3 separate regions of the Sus scrofa genome follow, and regions 2 and 3 are each linked to region 1. Evidence: chromatin contacts called from public Hi-C data. All regions are on one chromosome and are shown on one strand. The core of a region is the stretch at or near the end of the contact, and the rest is flanking DNA. Distances in the headings are between cores, read along the strand shown. Region 1 holds the start of LOC102159768 (zinc finger protein 568-like). Region 2 holds the start of ZNF570 (zinc finger protein 570). Region 3 holds the start of LOC106510528 (zinc finger protein 461).

Evidence for each region. Hi-C and Micro-C count contacts between places; a contact is called where the count stands out from the background.
Region 2: a contact with region 1 is called in a Hi-C map of liver, with 4 times the contacts expected there. The contact joins the promoter of ZNF570 here to the promoter of LOC102159768 in region 1. A contact is called at or near these places in 2 of 5 promoter capture datasets (fetal liver and liver) and 3 of 47 Hi-C or Micro-C datasets (heart right ventricle, liver and skeletal muscle).
Region 3: a contact with region 1 is called in a Hi-C map of liver, with 4 times the contacts expected there. The contact joins the promoter of LOC106510528 here to the promoter of LOC102159768 in region 1. A contact is called at or near these places in 1 of 5 promoter capture datasets (liver), 2 of 47 Hi-C or Micro-C datasets (heart right ventricle and liver) and 1 of 2 datasets of contacts at active chromatin or transcription factors (alveolar macrophages).

What each region holds. Positions count from the first base shown.
Region 1 is chr6:46,077,034-46,081,726 of Sscrofa11.1, forward strand. LOC102159768 (zinc finger protein 568-like) reads right to left here and starts at 2,309. Exons shown (of 6, transcript XM_021097156.1): 1 at 1,777-2,309; 2 at 889-941. The coding sequence starts at 897.
Region 2 is chr6:46,439,800-46,444,492 of Sscrofa11.1, forward strand. It overlaps ZNF570 (zinc finger protein 570), which reads left to right and starts at 2,758. Exons shown (of 5, transcript XM_013998450.2): 1 at 2,758-3,148; 2 at 3,927-4,001. The coding sequence starts at 3,969.
Region 3 is chr6:45,741,466-45,746,158 of Sscrofa11.1, forward strand. LOC106510528 (zinc finger protein 461) reads left to right here and starts at 2,379. Exons shown (of 4, transcript XM_021097140.1): 1 at 2,379-2,525. The coding sequence starts at 2,517.

The DNA.
Region 1 (4,693 bases), core at 1,059-3,558:
CTTATAATTCCTTAAGCAAAATAAATAATTCTATTATATTGTGTGACTTTCCGTATCTGTGTTTTAGTTTACAATAGAAAGTTTAAAGAAATCACTGTAATACCTAAGGAAAAAAAAAAACCTACCTGACTCATAGGGCTGTTATGTGGATTCAACAAGATGATAAACATCAAGAACTTCAAACTACAAGTTACTTCAAGTAAACACTCAATAAGTTAGTTGCTTTTATTAGTAATATCATCCTATTCTGAAAATAAAATTACATACCCACACACATGTGCAGAGAAAATACCCTTTTTTTTTAGAGCTGCACCCACGGCATATGGCGGTTCCCAGGCTAGGGGTTGAAATGGAGCTGCAACTGTCAGCCTACACCTTAGGCACAGCAACTCAGGATCGGAGCCACATCTGCGACCTACACCACAGCTCACAAGGCAATGCTGGATCCTTAACCCACTGAGCAAGGCCAGGGATCGAACCTGCGTCCTCATGGATACTAAGTCAGATTCAGTTCTGTGGAGCCACAACAGGAACTCCTCAAGAAAATAATTTTAAACATTAATAGTGATTATCTCTAGATGGTGGGACCATGGGTGATAAACTTTATTTCCCTGCCATATCACTCAGACACATTCTATCAAGATTGTTCTAGCAGTAAACAAAATCCAGGGAAATGGAACTTCCAATCAGATATGACAAGGTATGCAAAGCAGCCTAGATTTAGGTTCCTGGCTGGTGTAGGAAAACACTTCCAAAAATGTAGTTTCCTCCTCTCTTCCCCTTCCTCCAAATCACTGCTGTAAATCTTCTAGATAGACTCCTATAACAAGATACTGTCCTGAAAACCAGCAAGAACTTTCCAAAAAGAAAATGGCAAATACAACTTACCTCAGCCATGACTTCTGATGCACAGCGGCTCTTCTCTCCTCCTCTTCCGGATTCTTAGAGAAGGAAAAAGTGGGAAAAGGTTAAGAAACTATGAAACAACAGTTCCTTCCTGGAGCCCAGAGGAGGCCAAGTCTAAAAGCCTGCAACTCCACCACTCCCTTCCTCATGAAAAAGAAGAGCAGGGGGTCTTAGGGGTACAGGTGGGAGTCCTGGGCCAGACTCCCGGACTGCAGCCTCCTTCCTCCCTAAGGGCAGGACTTCGGGTTCTTTTAGGCCAGTATCTTACACCAAGCCCAGATCTGTGGCTCCAAGACACATTCTAATTGGTTCCACCTATCAGAGTCCCACATTCCTGTTTTGTAGGCCTCCCGGGGCCTGGATCCTAGGTGACCACAGGGGTCAAGGTGATCAAAGAACAGAGAAATAGAAATAGGAGGGGCTCCCTGCCCAAAGCTCTAGAAACCCCCGGACAAACACCATAAACAACCCCAGGAGAAAGCCATTCAGCACGATGGAGAGTGGGCGGCTGCAGCTGTGCAGCTCTTGGGATGGAGATTGCAATGAGATCAATCTGGGCTTGAGGTAGAAGCTCCAAACATTCGCTAGCGGACCCCACTCGGCGCCGACCAAAAACGTACAAAGAAGGCGCCATTCCCAGTTCTACCCCCAAAGGCAGAGTTGGCGAAGTGGCCACAATGGGGGCACGCGCGCACACCCACTCTCTCCAGCTAAGGTATCCACCGCGGGAGACACACACACACGAACACATACATAGTACTACTTAGATAAGGTACCCCACCCTCTCTGCACGCCGCTCAGACAAGCCCGACAGTCAACCACGCTTAACAAACTCCTGGCAGACCCCAGCCCTGTCCCGGGAATCCTCACCGTCCACTTCTCTGGGCTCCTCTCTCTCCAGTCTGGTTGAATCCTCCCCAAACCAGTGAGCGAGGTCGCCTGGAATGTCCCGATCCTTAGCGTCCGAACTCCCGCCAACTCACCACCAGCCAGCCACTTTCAGCCAAAAGCTGCTTACACCGCGGAGCCCTCGGGGAAATGTAGTCCAGAGGAGGAAAACTACTGGAGCCTGGGCGGCCCGCACAACAGTCTTCTCCGCCCAGAATCGCGTAGCGTTCCCAGCCTTTAGCGAAACGCAGTCCAGACCGCCCAGCTACGCTGGAACACCGTCGAAGACCTGGGCGAACCGACAGGGCGGGGTAGCATAGGTGGCCGCCGAAGAGTAAGAAAGGGCCGTGGACCGTGGAGATTTCTGGGAAATGTAACCGACAGTCGGGAAAAGTGGGTGCTCGCGTTCCGGCGGAAAATTCATTCCCAGATCCCACGCAGTCCTCGGTCAGGAACGCCGTAAAGCCGTAGCCCCAGGTCTCCGCTTTTCAGCAAGATTGGGGCGGAGTCTCAGAGACGCCCGGTAGGGGCTGGGCCGGCCCACCCTGAGGGCTTCTGGGAAATGTAGTCCCAGACTAGCGGGCTGGGGACGTGGCCGGGGAGAGTTTAGACGGAGGGGAGTCTGGGAAGGGCCTGAGGAGGTTCAAGGACAACGACCCTGAGTGCGGAATAGGATGCCAATACTAAACTATATACCGTGCAATACGGTTTTCAAACATTTATAAGTATGTTAATACAGGTAAAAAACACAGGTAAAAAGATCTCTAGAAAGTCACACTAATATTTTTTAACAGTACTTTCTAGTGAGTTTTTTCTTACTTTAAGAGCGTTCCCTTATATTTTGGCCATTGTCATGTCCTTATTATAAAACATTACTTACCAAATTTTATTAAATATAAAATGAATAAGTATTGTGGACACAAATAATCAGTAAACAAACTACAATAAGGAATAAAAGAGTTTTATTCCACCTGCGCAGGAGTACTAGAGTGGAGACGGGGGATGTGGATCTAGCCTCTCCCTAGCTGTGAGAAACTGCTCCAGAGAAGCATGGCTTTTAGCACAGTTTTATATCTTGTTAGAACAAAGAACATACATCAAATATGACATGGGAACATTCCTTCAAGATTTCAAAAGAGACAGATTAGCATGTACACAGCAAGTCAGTATAGCCTTGGTGTCTGGGAAGGGAAACTTTTTTTTTTTTGTCTTTTTTTGCTATTTCTTTGGGCCGCTCCCACGGCATATGGAGGTTCCCAGGCTAGGGGTCGAATCGGAGCTATAGCCACTGGCCGACGCCAGAGCCACAGCAACGTGGGATCAGAGCCGAGTCTGCAACCTACACCACAGCTCACGGCAACGCCAGATCGTTAACCCACTGAGCAAGGGCAGGGACCGAACCCGCAACCTCATTGTTCCTAGTCGGATTCGTTAACCACTGCGCCACTGGGAACTCCTGGGAAGGGAATCTTATCTTTGAAGAAGCACTGGCATGGGCTTATAGGAAGGAAGACATTTATCCCTATTTTCAAAGTGGACATTCTTTACTTGTGGATCGTGCATTTTTTTCTTTAATGGTTAAAGAAGGTGTATAATGTATAATAAACAGGATACAAGGCTGTTCTCACAATATAAAGTTCAGGCCAAATTATGTACAAGCCAGTATGACTTTCCCACACCTCAATATATGAAAACTGCTTACATCAGTATTGATTCTGAAATTGATGAACTATAGAAAACAAAAAAGTGGGCCAGATTTTTTGAAATTCAATTTGGTTCTAAAAGATAAATGGGAGTTCCCGTCATGGTGCAGCAGAAATGAATCTGACTAGGAAACACGAGGTTGCGGGTTCAATCCCTGGCCTCGCTCCCTTGCTGTGACCTTTGGTGTAGGTCGCAGATGCAGCTCAGATCTGGCGTTGCTGTGTCTCTGGCATAGGCTGGTGGCAACAGCTCCAATTAGACCCTTAGCCTGGGAACCTCCATATGCCGAGGGTGCGGCCCTAAAAAAGACAAAAGACAAAAAAAAAAAAAGAAAAAAAGATAAATGAAATACAATAAGCAATAACAAAACATTAACTCAAAACAAAAGCATTAGAAATGTGAAAAGTTAAACCATACACATTATGTTTAAAACAATTTTGAGGCTTTGTGCAACTTCATAACCATAGTAGAAGTAACTGTAATTTTCTAATAAAATTCAAATTACTGATTTCTACTAAGAAGTAGAAAACTTGGGAGTTCCCGTGTGGCTCAGCTGGTTAAGTATCCCATGTGGTCATAGCTGGGGTCCCCGCTATGGTGCATGTTCCATCCCTGGGTTAAGAATTTCCACATGCCTTGACTGTGTGAAAAAAAAAAAAAAAAAAAAAGGAGCAGAACACCTAAACAGAACAGTAACTGTAATGAAATTCAAATGTCTTAAAACATGTTCTATTAAAAAGGTACTAGATGCAGAGTTCCCGTTGTGGCTCAGTGTAACGAATCCAACTAGGAACCATGAGGTTTTGGGTTCGATCCCTGGCATTACTCAGTGGGGTTAAGGATCTGGCGTTGCTGTGAGCTGTGGTATAGGTTGCAGATGCTGCTCGGATCCTGCGTTGCTGTGGCTCTGGCATAGGCGGGCAGCTACAGTCCAGTTAGACCCCTAGCCTGGAAACCTCCATATGTAGGTGCAGCCCTAGGAAAGGCAAAAAAGACAAAAAAAAAAAAAAAAAAAAAAAAAGTTACTAGATGGTTATAACTGAGTTTTAGTGTTTTTTTTGTTTTTGTATATGTGTGTGTGGGGGGGTTGTTTTTTTTTTTTTTTTTTTTTTGCCACAGCCATGGCATTCAGAAGTTCCCAGGCCAGGAATCAAACCTGCAGTGACCCAAGCCGACGCATTGACAATGCTGGAGC
Region 2 (4,693 bases), core at 1,508-4,007, 360 kb after region 1:
CTAATCTGTTCTCCATTTCTATAATTTTACCTTTCAAAAATGTTATGTAAATGGAATTACAAGGTATGCAATTAGAATATTGGCTTTTTCAGACTTCCTTGTGGTGTAGCAGAAATGAATTCAACTAGTAGCCATGAGGATTCGGGTTCAATCCCTGGCCTCACTGAGTGGGTTAAACATCTGGTATTGTGGTGACCTGTGGCGTAGCCCAGCAGCTGTAGCTCCTATTTGACCCCTAGCCTGGGAACTTCCATATGCTGTAAGTGTGGCCCTAAAAAAGAAAAAGAAAAAAAAAAAAAGAATATTGACTTAATTCTCTGTAGATTCATACATTTGTTACATGTGTAATTCACTCTTTTTAGAATTCCATGTGGATATACCACAGTTTGCTTAGCCATTCACTCATTGAAGAACACATGGGTTGTTTACAACTTTTGGCTGTTATAATTTAAGCTGCTATATCCATTCATGTACAATTTTTTTGTGTGGAAATAAACTTTTATTTCAAACACCAAGGAGAGTTTTAGGAATTTGCCTATTTTTTTTTAAACCTATCTGGAATTTTCACTGAGATTGTACTGAGTATGTAAATTAATTGGGGTGAATTGACTTTTTTTTTTTTTTTTTTTTTTTTGCTTTTAAGGGCTGCACCTGCAACATATAGAAGTTCCCAGGCCAAGGGTTGAATCAGAGATGCAGCTGCCAGCCTACACTACAGCCCCAGCAACTCAGGATCCAAGGCACATTTGGGACCTACACCAAAGCTCACAGCAACGCTGGATCTTTAACCCATGAGCGAGGCCAGGGATGGAACCGGCAACCTCATGGCTACTAGTCAGGTTTGTTACTGCTGAGCCACGCCGGGAACTCCCCAGCAGTTTCTTAGGAATGTGCTCATTTCCAAATATTGGGTAATTATCCATATTATCTTTCAGCTAACTGATTTATACTTTAACTCCATTGTGGAAAGAGGCTTGTTTTGTGGCCCAGAATATTTTTTCTATCAATACTTTTTATCAGTATTTTTATCGAATAATCCAGTGCATTCCACAAAAACACTATTGAATAACTTACAAGGAAGTTGAATCATATTTTCTTTTTTTTTTTGTCTTTTTTGTCTTTTTTGTTTGTTTTTTCTAGGGCCACACCTGTGGCCTATGGAGATTCCCAGGCCAGGGGTCCAATCGGAGCTGCAGCTGCCAGCCCATGCCAGAGCCACAGCAACTTGGGATCCGAGCCTTGGCCGAGACCTACACCACAGCCCACGGCAGCACTGGATCCCTAACCAACTGAGGAAGGCCAGGGACCGAACCCGCAACCCCATGGTTCCCAGTTGGACTCATTGACCACTGAGCCATGATGGGAACTCCTGAATCATATTTTCTTTATTTAATTTAGCTTCCTCTTTTCTTCCCACACAGGTGACTGTCCAATGTGAAGTATCCAGAATATTTTTTATCTTTGTAAATGTTACATGTGCACTTGAAAAAATTAGGGTTTTTGTGGATTTGTTTGTTGTTGAATCAAACTGAGCCATAAAAGTGACAATGCCAAATCTTTAACTGCTAGGCCACTAAGGAACTCATTTTATTTTATTTTTTAATTAATATTTTTTGCTGTTGTTGGTTGCAGTGCTCTGTAAATATCAGTTAGGTCGATGACAGTGTTTTTCAAATTTTCTGTTTTAAACTGATTCTCTGCCTACTTGTTCTAACAGTTACTGAGAGTATAAGCGGAACATCTGGATTATAATTGTGGATTTATCTCCTTCTCCTAACTTTATCAGATTTTCTTTCATGTATTTTGATGTTATTATTAAGTGCATAAACATTTATGATTATTTTCTCTTGATGAACTACCTTATTATTATGAAATGATCTCAAGAAAACCCACACCCATTGGTCTGATCCTCAAGGTCTGCCATACACTCCTACTCCACTCTCTACCAGTCACTTTCTATCATAGTACATTCTTATAGTTAACCTCACAAATGTCACACACAAATAACACAATCACACACATGGTCACAGAAATGCACCATGCTCACTCCAACATTCAAGATTTTTGCATGGTCTCTCAACACACACGACAGGATCAAAAGGTCATGCAGTAACCGACAAAATCAGTCATGTGACAGAAACCAAAACAAATAAATTATAAACACTATTGTTCTAAGGGGGTATAGAGTCAGGTTAAGGAGTCATGGAGTATTGAAGGAGAGGTGTAATCAGAGAAGACCTGTTGGAGACATTTACATCCGTATGTAGCCAGTAAGGGAACTTTGAAGATACCCGGCAGAGGATCTATTTTAGGAAGACGGGACACATTCACATCCACAGTCACCAAATCACAAATACAGGAATCATACGCAAAGGGATGAACTTCTAGATCCTGACCCCTCCCCTCCGGTCTTCATTCCCAGGGCAAGAACGCCCTAGTGGGAGGTAGGACCGGGAGGGAACATAATGCATCTGCGCACTTCACTCCCAACTGCCCCGCCACACTTTTTTTTCCCGTCTCTCAGAATATGGGACCTCATCCTCACCCACTTTGTGTAGGGGCGGCCCTACACACCAACTCGACCCCCTGCGGTTAACACACTGCCTGTAATTCTCCGCCTGGTTACTAAGGGAGGTGGACCGAGACCTAGTGCCTGCGCACTTCAATCCGAAACCGTCTAGCGTGACGCTTGGCCTCGTCCTGTGGCGGACCCAGGTTTGAAGCAGAGAGGAAGCGATTGAGACTTCCACGCTCCGGCAAGGCCAGGGGGAATTCGCTGTGGCAGGAGCCGGGGCGTAGGGGGCGATGTTACGTATCCCCAGCAGAGCCGCCCTGTGGCTGTTGGTATCCCCCGCGCCGAGGCTTTTTCTGGTTAGGACTACATTTCCCAGAGGCCCCCGCGAGCACTGGGCCCCTGGCGCCTTTGTGTCCTCCGGAGGCCGAGTCGCTTATTTCCAGGCCCGCGGAGGCTGAGTTCCTTCAGATTCAGGGCAGGAGGTGGGCCCGAGAGGAGGTTGCCGGAGCCTTCCGGGCTGGGACCCGATCTTCCGGCAGTTCAGTTCTGCAGGTAGGAAGTGGGTTGAGGAGTGGCCTGTGGGTCACCCAGACGTCGGTCCTGGGCCTTTTCTGTGACTCTTCGTGTGAGAAGGTGATTGATACCTTACGGTGCGTGAGCCTGTCACCCGATATGCCTGTGCACATCAGATTTCTGTGACTGTGGGTGTGAGTCGATGGTTGGTGCCACAGAAGGTGAGACTGTCAGTAGGGGTGAGAGGGGACTCTGTCCCCTGTTGTTCCTGTATCCTCGGCCTCTTTGTGGTTGGAGTGTGTGAGTGAGACCATCGGTTGTGATACACTGATATTTGAGGCTGGGTGTTATGGGAGAGGTGACGGTGTGAGTCTGCCGGTACCCATGGCCGCTGACTGTGATCTTCGTAAGATGGTGGTTGGCGCTGTAGTTTTTAAGAATTTGTGAATGTATGTGTGTGTCGGGGAGGGTAGTGGGGACTGAGTGAGACTGTGCCACCAATATCCATTAAAGCTAGCCAAGTGTGTCACCAAGTTTCAGAGCCACTGATCTACTGGTGAGGAGAAAGAAAGATAAGTGGAGTCAGGAAGACCTTTGTTTGATCTTGGTGCTGTTATTTATTAGCTGTGTGTCTTTATGCAAATAGTTACATTGCTTGGAGTCAGTCTTTATTTGCAAAATCTAGAAAATCTGTTGTTAAAATAATAAATTAGGAAGTGATTTAGGCACAGGTTAAATTGTATGCCATTAGATTCCTAGGTCTCTATTAAGCTTTCTCTATTGGAGGGAAGGGTGCAACAGAGGAAAAAAGAAGCCAAAAAATTCTATGCTGCTTATTCTGGATGCTGCAAGGAAAGCCTAGTTTCTGATGTTCTTTTCTTCATCTCACTCATCTAAGGGCTGTGCCATTTCTCAAGTGAAGAGCCAAGGGGAGGAAAGAATGGCTGTTGGACTTCTTAAAGCCATGTACCAGGTGAGTTAGTGTTTCTCTTTCCTGAAATATTTTCCTGCTTTTCAAAAGAGCAGACTTTCCTTCTGCTGAAACCTTTCTGGGTAACCAATCACATCACTTTTTAAAATCCTCCAATGGATTCCCACCTTATTCTGGATAAATGCTAAAGTCCTTGCCCTGGCCTGCAAGGCGGTAAATATTTGGTCCCTGGCTATCCCTCCAACCTCATCTAATTTTTCTCGCTCTGTCTCTAACTCACTCACTCAGTTCCAGCCACACTAGCTTCCTTTTAGTGAGTCAAGTACACTTTTAACTCGTGGCCTTGCACTTACTGTTACCTCTACCTAGAATGCTGTCCCCCCAGATACAGACTAACTTATTCATTCTAGTCTCTGTCCAAATGTTCATTCAATAAACAGATTTTTACTAAGCACCTATTAACTAAGAGGGCTTAGTCCTTATCTTCTTCTCTATCTATACTCCTTTGTTGATCTCATTTCGTCTCATGGCTTAAAATACCATCAATATGCCAACAACTACCAAATTGTATACAGCCCAGAACCCTCTCCAAAAATCCAGACGAATATATCTAACTGCCTATTCAGCATCTTCATTTAGTTGTGGAATGGATACCTCGGATTCATCTGTCTCAAACTGAGTGAAATGAGCCACTGGAAATTTTGGGGCATCGGAGGGGCATGATCTGATTCCCA
Region 3 (4,693 bases), core at 1,129-3,628, 340 kb before region 1:
CTAATTTGCTCAATGGATGAAACTACATTCGGTGCAGCAGCTGCAATTGGCGTCACCACCTGGTTAAGGTTATGATGATCCATTATCATTCTCCAGTGTCCATCTGTCTTCTGCGCAGGCCAAATAGGCAAGTTGAATATGGATGTGGTGGGAATCACCTCCTTTGCATCTTTCAAGCCCTTAATGATGGCACTGATTTCTGAAATGCAGTGTTTCTTTTGGTTTACTGTTTTTCTAGGTAGAGGCCGTTCTAGTAGCTTCCACTTGTCCTTTCCCACCATCATAGCCCTCACTCAACAGGACAGAGAACCCATGTGAGAATTCTTAACAGCTGCTGAGTATGTCTATCCCAATTATCCATTCCAGGACTTGGGGGGGGAAAAAACCACAGGATGGGTTTAGGGTCTACTTTAGATGGACTTGAGCTAAAACTTCATCGATCACCTGACTGCTACAGGCCCTGGTCCACCCTGACTAGTGAACCACAGTGATGTTTTGGGTCTCCTAAAATTAGTGTCCAGAACCAGTGTTCAGTATTCCCTGAAAGTTCTGATCACTTCCTTTTCCTTGACATAGTTATCCGGGTAAAGGCTGTAGGTTCCTTTGGGAAAGCTTAGGGGAAAATTTAACAATGTAAATTTTTGGTAATGTAGCAGGGCCACTCATTGCAGAGGTTCTAAGTCTGTATAGAGGGTTAAGTCTGAGAAATGAGGGGCTGTGACTCTTATCATTCAAGCTAGACTTTTGTTCTCTTGCCCTAGAACTCTTCCATTTATACAGGTCAAGTTAAAGAGTTTAGCAGACTTACCATCTTTCACGTCTACCAAAGAACATCAACCATTCTTCCAGTTACCACATGACAGAAATTAAAAAAAAAAAGTCATGGTCATTTTGCTTTTTATTTATTTTTTTGTCTTTCGTTTTTTGAGGGCCAAACCCGCGGCATATGGAGGATCCAGGCCAGGGGTCTAATCAGAGCTGTAGCCACTGGCCTACGCCAGAGCCACAGCAACACGAGATCTGAGCCACAGCAACACCGGATCCTTAAACCACCAACCGAGGTCAGGGATAGAACCCTCAACCTCATGGTTCCTAGTCGGATTCATTAACCACTGAGCCACTATGGGAATTCCCATCATTGTCTTTTTATAGGTAGTAAACTCAATCTCACACACTTGTAATACTGCAGTCTCTCATGTAGTTACTAATATAAAATCACAACCATATACACTATCTCTATCAAGATTTTAACTTACATAAGTTGCCTTCTAACACACACAAAAATGTATCTACCAAATCTCTCATGTGATCTCCTACCCAATCATACTCAGTTAAAATATCAAACTCAAATCACAGCATTATACTCACTCACTGAACATATATTTTCACTGTCATAAAATTCATCCAGAGATTTGGCTCTAGTCACAAACCACTTTCACAAACTTCGTACGTTTCACTCAACACTCTCTCCCAGTGATAGTCTCAAGTGCACACCATCTCACACATATGATCAAGAATCGACAAAGAAACACAATCCCATGTTCTCACAGATACATTTCCTCACACAAGAGATAGGGTTTCTGGCCTCTCAGCAAGGTTAAAAATCTTTACCATAGATTTGTCCCTTCTGGCAGTTAATCTGTACTAGTTTCCACCCCTCTCAGTTAATTCCAGTCTCTCATGCACACTTAGACACACAGTATCACCTCACAACCCCCCCCTCCCCTCCACCGCCAAGATAAGGCTCAGAACCAGTTCACCCTTCACCAGGAATCTGTGATTCATCCATTCGGTGCCTCCTAGTCCTAAGAGACAAGCTTCCTCCCTTCTCTAGTGAAATTCACCCGCGGACACTCGCCACAGCCAAATCCTCCCAGTAGTCACAGGTAGACCTGGCACACTGAATGTTACAAGGTCATTGCCTGTGTAACCGCGCCACCCGCAATCATGAGTAACCAATCACTGTCTCAAGCGCATACCTAAATCACATCACATTATGCCACCACACAAACACTGCGCGTGGCCAAGCTCACCGCCTAAACCTATACAAGTATGCACCACATCCGCTTTCACATACGAGTTTTCTCACGCTTGACACCCTCCACTCGCTGTCACATAATCCTCTCCCTCTCGATCTGACGCGCTTTCGGATACGTGGACAGAAAACACATCCAGCATAGCAACCGCACAGCAGAGGCTGAAGCTCTCTGCATCAGATCCGAGTTTGCGCCCCTCAGTTGGGCGGTGGTGGCATCTCTCATAGCCTCATTGAAAGCGCGCAGGTGCGGCAGGAAGTCTGGCGGAAGATCTACCTACTTCGCTAGCCTCCCAGGCTCCTTGCTCGCGGACTACGTTTCCCAGAGCCCACAGCGCGCCAGAGCTACTTCCGGTAGGAACGTCGGGTGAATGGTCAGCGGCAGAGGCGGTTGAGGGCTTCCCAGGACGGGTTCAGTAGGCAGGGCTCTGCGTGGGTCCTGGAATTCGAGTCAGAGCTTGGACCAGAGCTCCTCCTGAGGATGCTGAAGGTAACGAATCCTGTCGCCCCAGGACTGGCAAGAGGAGTGTCTGGAGTGTTAGGTTTCTAAGTGCAGGAGCAACCGGAGGGAGGGATTAGGATGTGGGTGTGTGACGGAAATTAGTCTCCGGACTAAGTGTATTTGGCTGTTGTGACAGCTCCTGGAGTCATGCTTTTGTGACAGTGTAATTGTGTGCATGGGCATATGTGTAAATGACGTTTGTGTTTGTGACCATGATTGCAATTGGCTCTTTGTGTAAGCCCCATTTATTTATATAAAAGAAAAGCACATTTACACAAACCCTTACAACCACGCAACGAAGTAGTTAGGGAGACATTCCAGTAGTCACCTGTGGATTCATACACGCGTCATAAAACCAAAATCACATAAGCTACCCCATGTTTATTATCACAAAACTTCAGGCAAAGCGACATATATTATAGCAACAGCAAGTAATGAAAACAAAAAAACTACTCTTGGAGTTCTCTTATGGCTCATCAGGTTAAGGATCCAACTGCACTATCACCTTGCAGTGGCTTGGGTCACTCCTGTGACCCGGGTTCGATCCCTGGCCTAGGAACTTGCACATGTCACAGGCGCAGCCAAAAAACAAACAAGCACTACCCTTGCCAACTTAGTCTACTTCCTCAACTGAAGAGCTCTCACAGGATCTGAAGAGCTCACACAAGAATCATAGAAATAGAGAACATAACATAGAGCAGAAACTTATGACCTAGAACATAGAAACATAGCTCACACAATCATAGAAATGTAGTCTCCACGGCTCTGGCTACTGCATATCACACTCAAAAGTCACACAAAGTTTGAGCTGCAGGAAAAGCCTGTTATCTCATAATTTTTCTCTGCCTCACTATTTCTGCCATTCCCCTTAGAAACACCTCGAATGGGGAGTTCCCGTCGTGGCGCAGTGGTTAACGAATCCAACTAGGAACCATGAGGTTTCGGGTTCGATCCCTGCCCTTGCTCAGTGGGTTAACCATCCAGCGGTGCCATGAGCTGTGGTGTAGGTCGCAGACGTGGCTCGGATCCCGCGTTGCTGTGGCTCTGGTGTAGGCTGGCAGCTACAGCTCCGATTAGACCCCTAGCCTGGGAACCTCCCATATACCGTGGGAACGGCCCAAGAAATGGCACAAAGACCAAAAAAACCCCACCTCAAATGGGCTAAAAGAATAGCACTGTTGCATGTACAAAAAGTGTCTAAGATTATTGAGTGCTGCTTCTTCCCTGAAATGTTCATATTAACCTTCAAAAATTCCTTTGTTATGGGAGTTCCATTGTGGCTCAGCAGTAAGGAACCTGACCAGTATCCTTGAGGATGTGGGTTCAATCCCTGGCCTTGCTCAGTGAGTTAAGGATCTGGCGTCGCCTTGAGCTGTGGTATAGGAGTCAGACATGGCTGGGATCCTGCATGGCTGGGGCTGTGGTGTAGGTCGGCATCTGTAGCTCTGACTGGACCTGGGAATGTCCATATGTTGCAGGTGCAGCCCTAAAAAGAAAAAAAATTCCTTTGTTATATTACTTTAAAATAAAAGTTATCTATAATTCTTAAACCACTCTGAACATTTTATTGCAGACGGTTTCACCCTTATGTAAATACATGTATGCTTATGGACATAAGTATTTTTCTTCCAAAGATTGGACTACAATACATATTGTTTTGTAATTCCTCATTAAAAGATAAGGCTTTTTGGGAGTTCCTGTCATGGCTTAGTGGTTAACGAATCCGACTAGGAACCATGAGGTTGAGGGTTTGATCCCTGGCCTCACTCAGTGGGTCAAGGATCTGGCATTGCTGTGAGCTGTGGTGTAGGTTGCAGACATGGCTCAGATCCCAAGTTGCTGTGGCTCTGCTGAAGGCTGGTGGCTACAGGTCTGATAAGATCCCTAGCCTGGGAGCCTCCATATGCCATGGGTGCCACCCTAGAAAAGACAAAAAAAACAAAAACAAACAAACAAAAGATAGGGCTTTTTTCTGTATTGAGGAGTAAATTTCACAAGATTTTCCAGCATGTGATTCTTTAAATCTCATCAGTACCTCAAATTAAAGACTCAAGAATTTATTTTGCCCTGGAAATTTTTGTTCTGTGTATTTCTTCCTTTCTATGTGTTGTTTTAGTGTCTATTTTGAAATTCCTGTTAAATGTGCATTAGATCTT